2 separate regions of the Salmo salar genome follow, and region 2 is linked to region 1. The links are chromatin contacts, called in public Hi-C maps. All regions are on one chromosome and are shown on one strand. The core of a region is the stretch at or near the end of the contact, and the rest is flanking DNA. Distances in the headings are between cores, read along the strand shown. Region 1 overlaps LOC106569810 (CTD small phosphatase-like protein). Region 2 holds the start of LOC106569810 (CTD small phosphatase-like protein).

Evidence for each region. Hi-C and Micro-C count contacts between places; a contact is called where the count stands out from the background.
Region 2: a Hi-C map of muscle shows a contact between it and region 1, with 8 times the contacts expected there. The contact joins the promoter of LOC106569810 here to the enhancer-like site in region 1. A contact is called at or near these places in 3 of 3 Hi-C or Micro-C datasets (blood, gill and muscle).

Annotation. Positions count from the first base shown.
Region 1 is chrssa14:46,648,348-46,653,084 of Ssal_v3.1, reverse strand. It overlaps LOC106569810 (CTD small phosphatase-like protein), which reads left to right. Exons shown (of 8, transcript XM_014141438.2): 5 at 2,789-2,845. Among protein-coding and RNA genes, the nearest start is that of LOC106569810, 38 kb to the left of the region's middle. Within about 2 kb of position 2,439, at least 2 of the 13 cell types and tissues checked have an H3K27ac peak or open chromatin away from gene starts, as enhancers often do. A contact at or near this core is called in muscle, where this site is marked.
Region 2 is chrssa14:46,686,521-46,691,257 of Ssal_v3.1, reverse strand. It overlaps LOC106569810 (CTD small phosphatase-like protein), which reads left to right and starts at 2,736. Exons shown (of 8, transcript XM_014141438.2): 1 at 2,736-2,802. The coding sequence starts at 2,751.

The DNA.
Region 1 (4,737 bases), core at 1,190-3,689:
GTCCGGTCTGTGTTACTTTTACGACTACTACAGAAGAGAGAAGAATGCGCGATCGTGAGGTGATATAGAGAGCAGCTGTTGCTTAGCGACGTATCGTGAGGTGATAGAGAGCAGCTGTTGCTTAGCGACATATCGTGAGGTGATAGAGAGCAGCTGTTGCTTAGCGACATATCGTGAGGTGATAGAGAGCAGCTGTTGCTTAGCGACGTATCGTGATCTTGAGGTGATGTAGAGAGCAGCTGTTGCTTAGCGACGTATCGTGATCTTGAGGTGATGTAGAGAGCAGCTGTTGCTTAGCGACGTGTCGTGATCTTGAGGTGATATAGAGAGCAGCTGTTGCTTAGCGACGTATCGTCTGGTGATATAGAGAGCAGCTGTTGCTTAGCGACGTATCGCGAGGTGATATAGAGAGCAGCTGTTGCTTAGCGACGTATCGTGAGGTGATATAGAGAGCAGCTGTTGCTTAGCGACGTATCGTGAGGTGATATAGAGAGCAGCTGTTGCTTAGCGACGTATCGTGAGGTGATATAGAGAGCAGCTGTTGCTTAGCGACGTATCGCGAGGTGATATAGAGAGCAGCTGTTGCTTAGCGACGTATCGTGAGGTGATATAGAGAGCAGCTGTTGCTTAGCGACGTATCGTGAGGTGATATAGAGAGCAGCTGTTGCTTAGCGACGTATCGTGAGGTGATATAGAGAGCAGCTGTTGCTTAGCGACGTATCGCGAGGTGATATAGAGAGCAGCTGTTGCTTAGCGACGTATCGTGAGGTGATATAGAGAGCAGCTGTTGCTTAGCGACGTATCGTGAGGTGATATAGAGAGCAGCTGTTGCTTCACCAGGTATCTCTACCTGAAAATGTATGATCTAGGTGGTTGATAGTTGGTATTCAGCAGTCATAAAAGTATGCCTTATTTACTTTGAACAACTACTAAATAGTGACTTTGTCAGACAGCAGCTCTATAGAGATGAGATGATGACTTGGAATGAAATAATAAAGTCATCAAATAAGACAAATGTAATGTATACAACAACTGAAATATATAAAGTGATAAGCTGTAATGGGCAGTCACTACCCTCATGGGACTTTTATTAATTGTTTTATTCTGTGTTACAGCATTCAACCCAAATAATCGAAACCGAAATTGAAAACTGTGATTTATTTTTTTTAAGAATTGAACCGACTTCAAAAAGCACTTCTCTCGTCACTGAAAGCAGTCTGTGCTGCAGATAAAACAACAGAGAGCGAGTCACTGTTTCCTTAAACCTTTACAGACCTCTGTTCCTCCTCAACAACTTCCAGTAGGACAGATCCAGGCTGTGTCTGCTGTGATCTAGCAGCACTGTGTGTTTTGTAAAGCAGTCTGAGTTTATAGATAACCAACTCTGAGAGTGGCACCATTTTCTTACCTGTTCTGGGAAAGAAAAGTCATTTTTAAAGGTAGCTAACTAGTTAGTGCAAAGCAAGCTGCCGGCACACCTGACGGGTAGATCAGAAGATTCAAAAGTCTCCTCTTAGATCTATGCAAATGGAAGTAATTTAATTGCCAAGCTTTTGGTCACAGTAGAGGCTATTTTGTCCCATGTTAGAGAGTCAACAGCAGTAGAGACTGTTCTGTCCCATGTTAGAGAGTCAACAGCAGTAGAGACTGTTCTGTCCCATGTTAGAGAGTCAACAGCAGTAGAGACTGTTCTGTCCCATGTTAGAGAGTCAACAGCAGTAGAGACTGTTCTGTCCCATGTTAGAGAGTCAACAGCAGTAGAGACTGTTCTGTCCCATGTTAGAGAGTCAACAGCAGTAGAGACTGTTCTGTCCCATGTTAGAGAGTCAACAGCAGTAGAGACTGTTCTGTCCCATGTTAGAGAGTCAACAGCAGTAGAGACTGTTCTGTCCCATGTTAGAGAGTCAACAGCAGTAGAGACTGTTCTGTCCCATGTTAGAGAGTCAACAGCAGTAGAGACTGTTCTGTCCCATGTTAGAGAGTCAACAGCAGTAGAGACTGTTCTGTCCCATGTTAGAGAGTCAACAGCAGTAGAGACTGTTCTGTCCCATGTTAGAGAGTCAACAGCAGTAGAGACTGTTCTGTCCCATGTTAGAGAGTCAACAGCAGTAGAGACTGTTTTGTCCCATGTTAGAGAGTCAACAGCAGTAGAGACTGTTCTGTCCCATGTTAGAGAGTCAACAGCAGTAGAGACTGTTCTGTCCCATGTTAGAGAGTCAACAGCAGTAGAGACTGTTCTGTCCCATGTTAGAGAGTCAACAGCAGTAGAGACTGTTCTGTCCCATGTTAGAGAGTCAACAGCAGTAGAGACTGTTCTGTCCCATGTTAGAGAGTCAACAGCAGTAGAGACTGTTCTGTCCCATGTTAGAGAGTCAACAGCAGTAGCAGGGATAGACTGTAGTTCAGAGAGTCTGACTAACGGTGACCTTGCTTGGCCTCTGGTGTCAATACCCAAAATATCTTTCTCGTAATCCCCCTCTTCTTCTCTTCCTCTCTTTTACTTGGTACAGTTTCTCTCTCTCTCTGTCATAGTTTGTTAGAGAGAAAGGCAGAGAGAAACAGAGAGATTTGTTTTGGCGGAAAAAGGGAAGGAGGAGGAGAATAATACTTTAAAGGGGGCAGGAGAAGATTAGTTTTCCTTTCTTGAAGGCGACTGAATGGGTGTGCTAGCCTAAAATCTATGGCACAGTGCAAGCTCTCCCTCTGCTGTGTGACTGTTGTATTACACCACTGTGGAACAGTTTCTGAGACACACTGACATGTTGTGTTTTATCTCTTCTCTCTACAGCCCATTAGCAATGCTGACTTCATAGTCCCAGTGGAGATAGATGGCACTGTTCATCAGGTACTGTAGGATCACTTCTGTCTTCATTCACTTTTAAATACTGGTTATTGGATTATGCCCACCCAGAGTCATTAGTGTCTGCAACGGTGATGTCAGAAATGACAAATTTTACTTTTATAGAAGCCACATTTTTAAAAAGTAATATTTTCACAAGTCTTTCGAAACCCGACCAAATGTTCCACTGTTGCTCCCAGTTCCTCTGAGCTCAACAACTCCGGAGGAAGAGGAGGAGGAGGAGGAGAAAGGTTGTGACCCAGTTCAAGTAATCCAGGATAGGCTGTGTGTATCCTGGTTGGCCTATTCATGATTACTTGTACTGGGTGGCAGCTACTGCTACTGGGAAAGAGGATAGCTGTCTGATTGTTTCACTTAATGTGTGTATGATCAGTGCTTGTAGTTGTTGTAATTCTGACTGATTTCAGGTGTATGATCCCAAAACACTGGTTGTAGGTGTAATAGTATGGCATTGGATAAAGCTCAATGTTAAATTCAAATCTCCCTACCATCATGTCTGTGCAAAGTTGATTAGCAAATTTTTATCGGCTTGGAGGTACACAACACGCTCCTCGCCTCTAGTCATGAGCTGTTCGGCAATTACCGAGAACCGCATACTGTATTTTTAACAGGGTCGTTAGCATTAGGAACAAAATACAATACTCCAAATTTGCATTGACTGTGTCAAGTTACTTTTCAATGCGTTCCGGAAAACCTGAGGTCCACCATCCAAGTAAAAAGTTGCCAGGGGGGTACAGCTGCACCCAGGTTAAATAACACCAACATCATTGCTTGCCTGCATGACCTTTGTGCAGTTAAAAGAAAATGCCATGCTTGCTAACTTGGTTAGCGATGTGACTATTTTCAACACATCAACTGTTTTAGACAACAACAAAAATAAGTTTTACCAAGCAATATAAATAAATGCTTAGTAGTGAGTGAATGAGCAACAAAAGTCCCGTTCCCCCAGTCCTGACACACCCACACAGTGTGCTTATTTTCAGTTATTAGGTGGCTCTTAAAAGAGCATCTTTGAGTGCCATTGGACAGGGAGTGTGTGTGTGTGTGTGTGTGTGTGTGTGTGTGTGTGTGTGTGTGTGTGTGTGTGTGTGTGTGTGTGTGTGTGTGTGTGTGTGTGTGTGTGTACTACTGCTCATATCTTGCTACTACGGAGGAGACTGGAGATAGAATACATCATTGCCCTCATCCGTCAGATTCATGCCACCCCCTACGCTACATCCCAGGGACACGCTGCTTAATGACCAGGTGGGAGGATTGTGTTCCCTGAAATGCGTACACCAGCTGATTGACGGAGCGCCCGGCCCTCTCTATGCACTTTTTTTTTTTCATCTTCTGGTCTCACTGGAACATCCAGCGCAGCGCGATATCAAGAGAGGACCACCGTCGTCCCGGGAAACATTCGGATGACCGCCTCTAAATCTGTGTATCAGCCGCACCAGTGCCGTCCCCTCGGTTTAATCCCAAGACGTTTCCAGCGAGGTGGATGACTAGGATGTCAAGGGGGGAGAAGTAGCACAGTCCCTCTGCTGGCGCAGAACACAGAGCAGTTTGTGCCACTTCATGCCTTGCTCTCCCGAGCCACTTAATGTGACAGTCAATGTATTATGGGTTTGGGGTCAAAACGTTTACACAGATCAGACACGAACAGAGTAGGATTAGCTCAGTTTCAAAGGTGTTTATTAAAATAATAGTCAAAAAGAAAAGGTCTCCCCCATGGGGGGGATCAAAAACTGAACTCCCTCCTGTTACCTCTGGTACCGTCCCCAACTATACAGGAGTCCTTTCCTCCCCCAGTCTCTCTCTGTGTGCTGCCCTTCTGGCAGCTTTATGGGACTTGTACAGCTGGTGAGCAATCAGCTCTTGATTACTCACCAATC
Region 2 (4,737 bases), core at 1,487-3,986, 38 kb before region 1:
CAGACATGCCCTAGGCTACTAGACACCAAATACCCAGATAAATGTAAAATACCCAAATAAATGTAAAAATAACTGTAAAATAACCAGATATCTGTATAATGCCCAGATAACTGTATAATAACCAGATAACTGTAAAATACCCAGATAACTGTATAATACCCAGATAACTGTCAAATAACCAGATAACTGTAAAATAACCAGATAACTGTATAATAACCAGATAACTGTAAAATACCCAGATAACTGTATAATAACCAGATAACTGTAAAATAACCAGATAACTGTATAATAACCAGATAACTGTAAAATACCCAGATAACTGTATAATAACCAGATAACTGTAAAATAACCAGATAACTGTATAATAACCAGATAACTGTAAAATACCCAGATAACTGTAAAATACCCAGATAACTGTATAATAACCAGATAACTGTAAAATAACCAGATAACTGTAAACCAGACATGCCCTAGGCTACTTGACACCAAATACCCAGATAACTGTATAATAACCAGATAGCTGTATAATGCCCAGATAACTGTATAATAACTAGATAACTGTATAATAACCAGATAACTGGAAAATAACCAGATAACTGTATAATAACCAGATAACTGTATAATAACCAGATAACTGTAAAATGCCCAGATAACTGTATAATAACCAGATAACTATAAAATAACCAGATATCTGTATAATACCCAGATAACTGTATAATAACCAGATAACTGTATAATAACCATATAACTATATAATTCCCAGATAACTGTATAATAACCAGATAACTGTATAATAACCAGATATCTGTATAATGCCCAGATAACTGTATAATAACCAGATAACTGTAAAATACCCAAATAAATGTATACCAGACATGCCTAGACTACTCAAGTCTCTGATAGCCTTTACCTCTGGCAACCTGGGGAGCCACAATATCCACTATTATTCTGGTTCAGATTATGTTCCATGTTTAGGCTCCCGAGTGGCGCAGCGGTCTAAGGCACTGCATCTCAGTGCGAGAGGTGTCACTACAGTCCCTGGTTCAAATCCATCTGATGACAAATGACATCTGGCTGTGATTGGGAGTCCCATAGGGCGGTGCACAATTGGCCCAGCGTCATCTGGGTTTGGCCCGGGGTAGGCTGTCATTGTAAATAAGAATTTGTTCTTAATTGACTTGCCTATTTAAATAAAGGTTACATAAAAAAAATATATAGGCTATCCATATGTAAATCAGGCTACTAAAACCAGGGTGTGTCCTAGTACATACAGTAGACTCATAGGGCTATGTACAATGTGGCTCTAGGTTTAGCCTATCATCACCACTATCAGAAGACCAAGCCTCCTGTGAACAAACCAGACCATGTGCATCATCCTCCCCATCTGTCAATACCACTTGAGGGAAGGGGGACACCTAGTCAGTTGTACAACTGAAATGTGTCTTCCGCATTTAACCCAACCCCTCTGAATCAGAGAGGTGCGGAGGACTGCTTTAACCCAACCCCTCTGAATCAGAGAGGTGCGGAGGACTGCTTTAATCGACATCCATGTCTTCGGTGCCCGGGGAACAGTGGGTTAACTGCCTTCTTCAGGGGCAGAACAACTGATTTTACCTCGTCAGCTCGGGGATTCGATCAAACAACCTTTTGGTTATTGGCCCACTAGGCTACCTTCATCATCAGCTTCAGAGGTGTTTCTCAAATTTCAAGTTTTAATGTCACATGCACAAGTATGGTAAAATGCCTTTCTTGCAAACACAAAACCCAACAATGCAATAATCAATAACAATGTATTACTATAAAAAAACACATGAGAAATAAGAATACACAATAAAGTAAGTAAGTAAGCATATTACAGACAGGAAATATTAAAAAAGTCAGTGGTATATGGTGTCGTTAACATCTGTGATCACTAGAGGAAGACAAAGCCTATAAAAAAAATGATATTCTACTGTGTGAAGTAGTGTTGTCCTTGCAATGGATCTTTATTAATAAAATGTCAATTAATGTTTATTCTAATCATTTTAGGGGGTAAAAGTTGAGCTGTTGGGGGGCTCAGGGAGATCAAAATGATGGTAGCCTATAGGAGGAGGAGATGCAGAATTGAAATCTAAAAATGCACAATACAAAGGTCATAAATCCATAAAAACCTGTAGCAATCAATAGGCTGTTAATAATAATATAGCGTGCTTGTCTATGGAGAGCGAGAAGAGACCACAAGGATTTTGACACGTTATGATGATCAATTCTTTCATTCTTTATTGATGAATGACACACACACACACACACACACATAAATGTGGTCATGGAATCTAGCTTTATTGATGCACTCATTAAACAGTATTTGCCATGAATCAGTGATAAGGAAAGTATGTGTAAATAAACATTAAAACATAGGCTGCTCTTAATATATATATATATATATATATATATACACACACAAACAAAGTGTGCTATGCAACTGGTAGGCCTAACTGCTGTGTATTTTCGCTCCTCAGCTGAAATCTAACCCACATTCAGCCCCCTCACGGAACCTCCACCCACACGAAGACAGAGATAGGCTGCACAGCTCTGAAGGCATTCATATGATGTGTCGGTAAGATGAGAGCGACGCCAGAAGGAAGCTTGTGATTGGAATTCAACACTTTGGCCACTCGATGGCGCCTATGTCATTTCTGCTGGATTTGTCCAGTGGTGCTGATTGGGTTCATGCTGATCGTGGACCCAATCCGTCCATCTCAAGGTTCCACATGCAAATACTGGAGAGAGAAAAAAAACAAGCATTCACAAGCGGTTTTACAGGTGGAGTATAGTTATTGAGATAAAATATGAATCTGTGTCATTATGGACATATACATGTTTTGACCTAATTCATGCATTGACTGGAATCTAACCCAAATCTAACATGTTCAGATTTAAATTGTGCACAAGCTATGATGTACTGGCCATCAATCATAGACTGACAATCTTTTTTTTTGTTGTTGCAACATTTCAGAAGGCAGTGACTCAAATATCATTGACCCAAAGTGGTACGTCGATAAAGCCATAGCTACTGAGGTATTATTTTCTATCCATGGGAGGGGGTTCCTAGAAACCGCCCCCTCCCACTTGAGCGCTGCTCGCTTTCTGATCCATTTCGTGAATATCAAATACACACGACGCCTCCATGTTGGAAAGAGTGTAGAGGGGGCATACAATTATTTTTTGAAAATGAGAGTTCAAAGAAACGGGATTATCGGAACTGTCCCACTTTCGTATTGAAACTTGACCGAGGCGAGAGCGGGAGGTCTTTTTTTTTGTTTCTTCCGTCGTTTCATCATTGTTTCAGTCAACGTTAATTTTTATGTTGAATTGAACACTGATATCAGTTCAAGGCTAGCTCTAGTTGCTAGCCAGACGTTAGCAACGTTTTCTTATTTTTTTGTTCAACGTTGGGAGTTTGTTTTGCCCATGCTGTTCTTGAATGTTGCTTGCTAAATTGGATATTCCCAGCGATTGACAAGTGTTGGTATTTTACCTTTAAACCACTAGCTAGTTACATGTAGCCCCTCCTGTGTCCCGTCTCAGTCCATTTGGCCATCGTTACACTAGCTAGCTAGTTTAGGGCCCGGCTGCCATTTCAACACAGCTAGCAAGGTAGCTAACGTCTAGGCTAACGTTAACCATTGTGGACTAGGACTAGCTGGACATCTTGTTTTTGTAGAAAACAAACAAGCAAGCAAATAAACATTTTAAAAACGAACCAAAAAGGAATAACCATCCGTCGCAATGGACCACACGTCTATAATAACCCAGGTTTCCAACCCAAAGGAGGAGGAGATTATCTCGTTTAATCAGGAGAAAGGTAAGAAAAAAAAAGCCCACATGAATTTACGGTAGCTAGTTGACAAGCATCACCAGTGGTTGTTGGGAAAGCGCTCTGGCTGTCAGAAACTGTTGCGGTATTATCGCTATGCTACAATGGAATGACATGATGATGGATTGGAGAGGACTAACCCGTTTTATAGACGCTAACTACCTTAAAACGAACACCTTTTTGATAAATGTGTTTTTTTTTTTAAACTGTTTTTCCATGTATAAATACGTTATTCAATGCGTCTCTATGGGCTAATAGGAGAAAGATCAAATTATGTTTCATCATATTTTTTATAAGGGGATCCTAACATTTTAAATCAAATAGCTTAATGATCCCGTAGGACGGTTTTAGTAGCCCCCCCCCCCCAATAAGGATTAAAGTGTCTGACCTATATCGGAACGATATAAGAAAGATCATACCAAAAAAAAGTGGACTCATAGTTAACAAAACAAATAAGAACTCAACTACTTCCATATACAGTGCCTTTCAGTAAGTATTCACACCCCTTGACTTTTTCCAAAATGATGTTGTTACAAAGTGGGATTAAAATGTAGCTCAGTTGGTAGAGCATGGTGTTTGTAACGCCAGGGTTGTGGGTTCGATTCACACGGGGGCCAGCACAGAAAAAAAATAAAAATAATTATGCATTCACTACTGTAAGTCGCTCTGGATAAGAGTGTCTGGTAAATGACTCAAATGTAAATGTAGTTGTAATTCTTTGTCAACGATCTACAGAAAATACTCTGTCAAAGTGGGAGAAAAATGCTAATATTTGTATACATAAAACAAAAAACTAATATTTCTTGATTAGATAAGTACTCAACCCCCTGAGTCAATACAAGTTAGAATCACCTTTTGCAGCGATTACAGCTGTGAGTCTG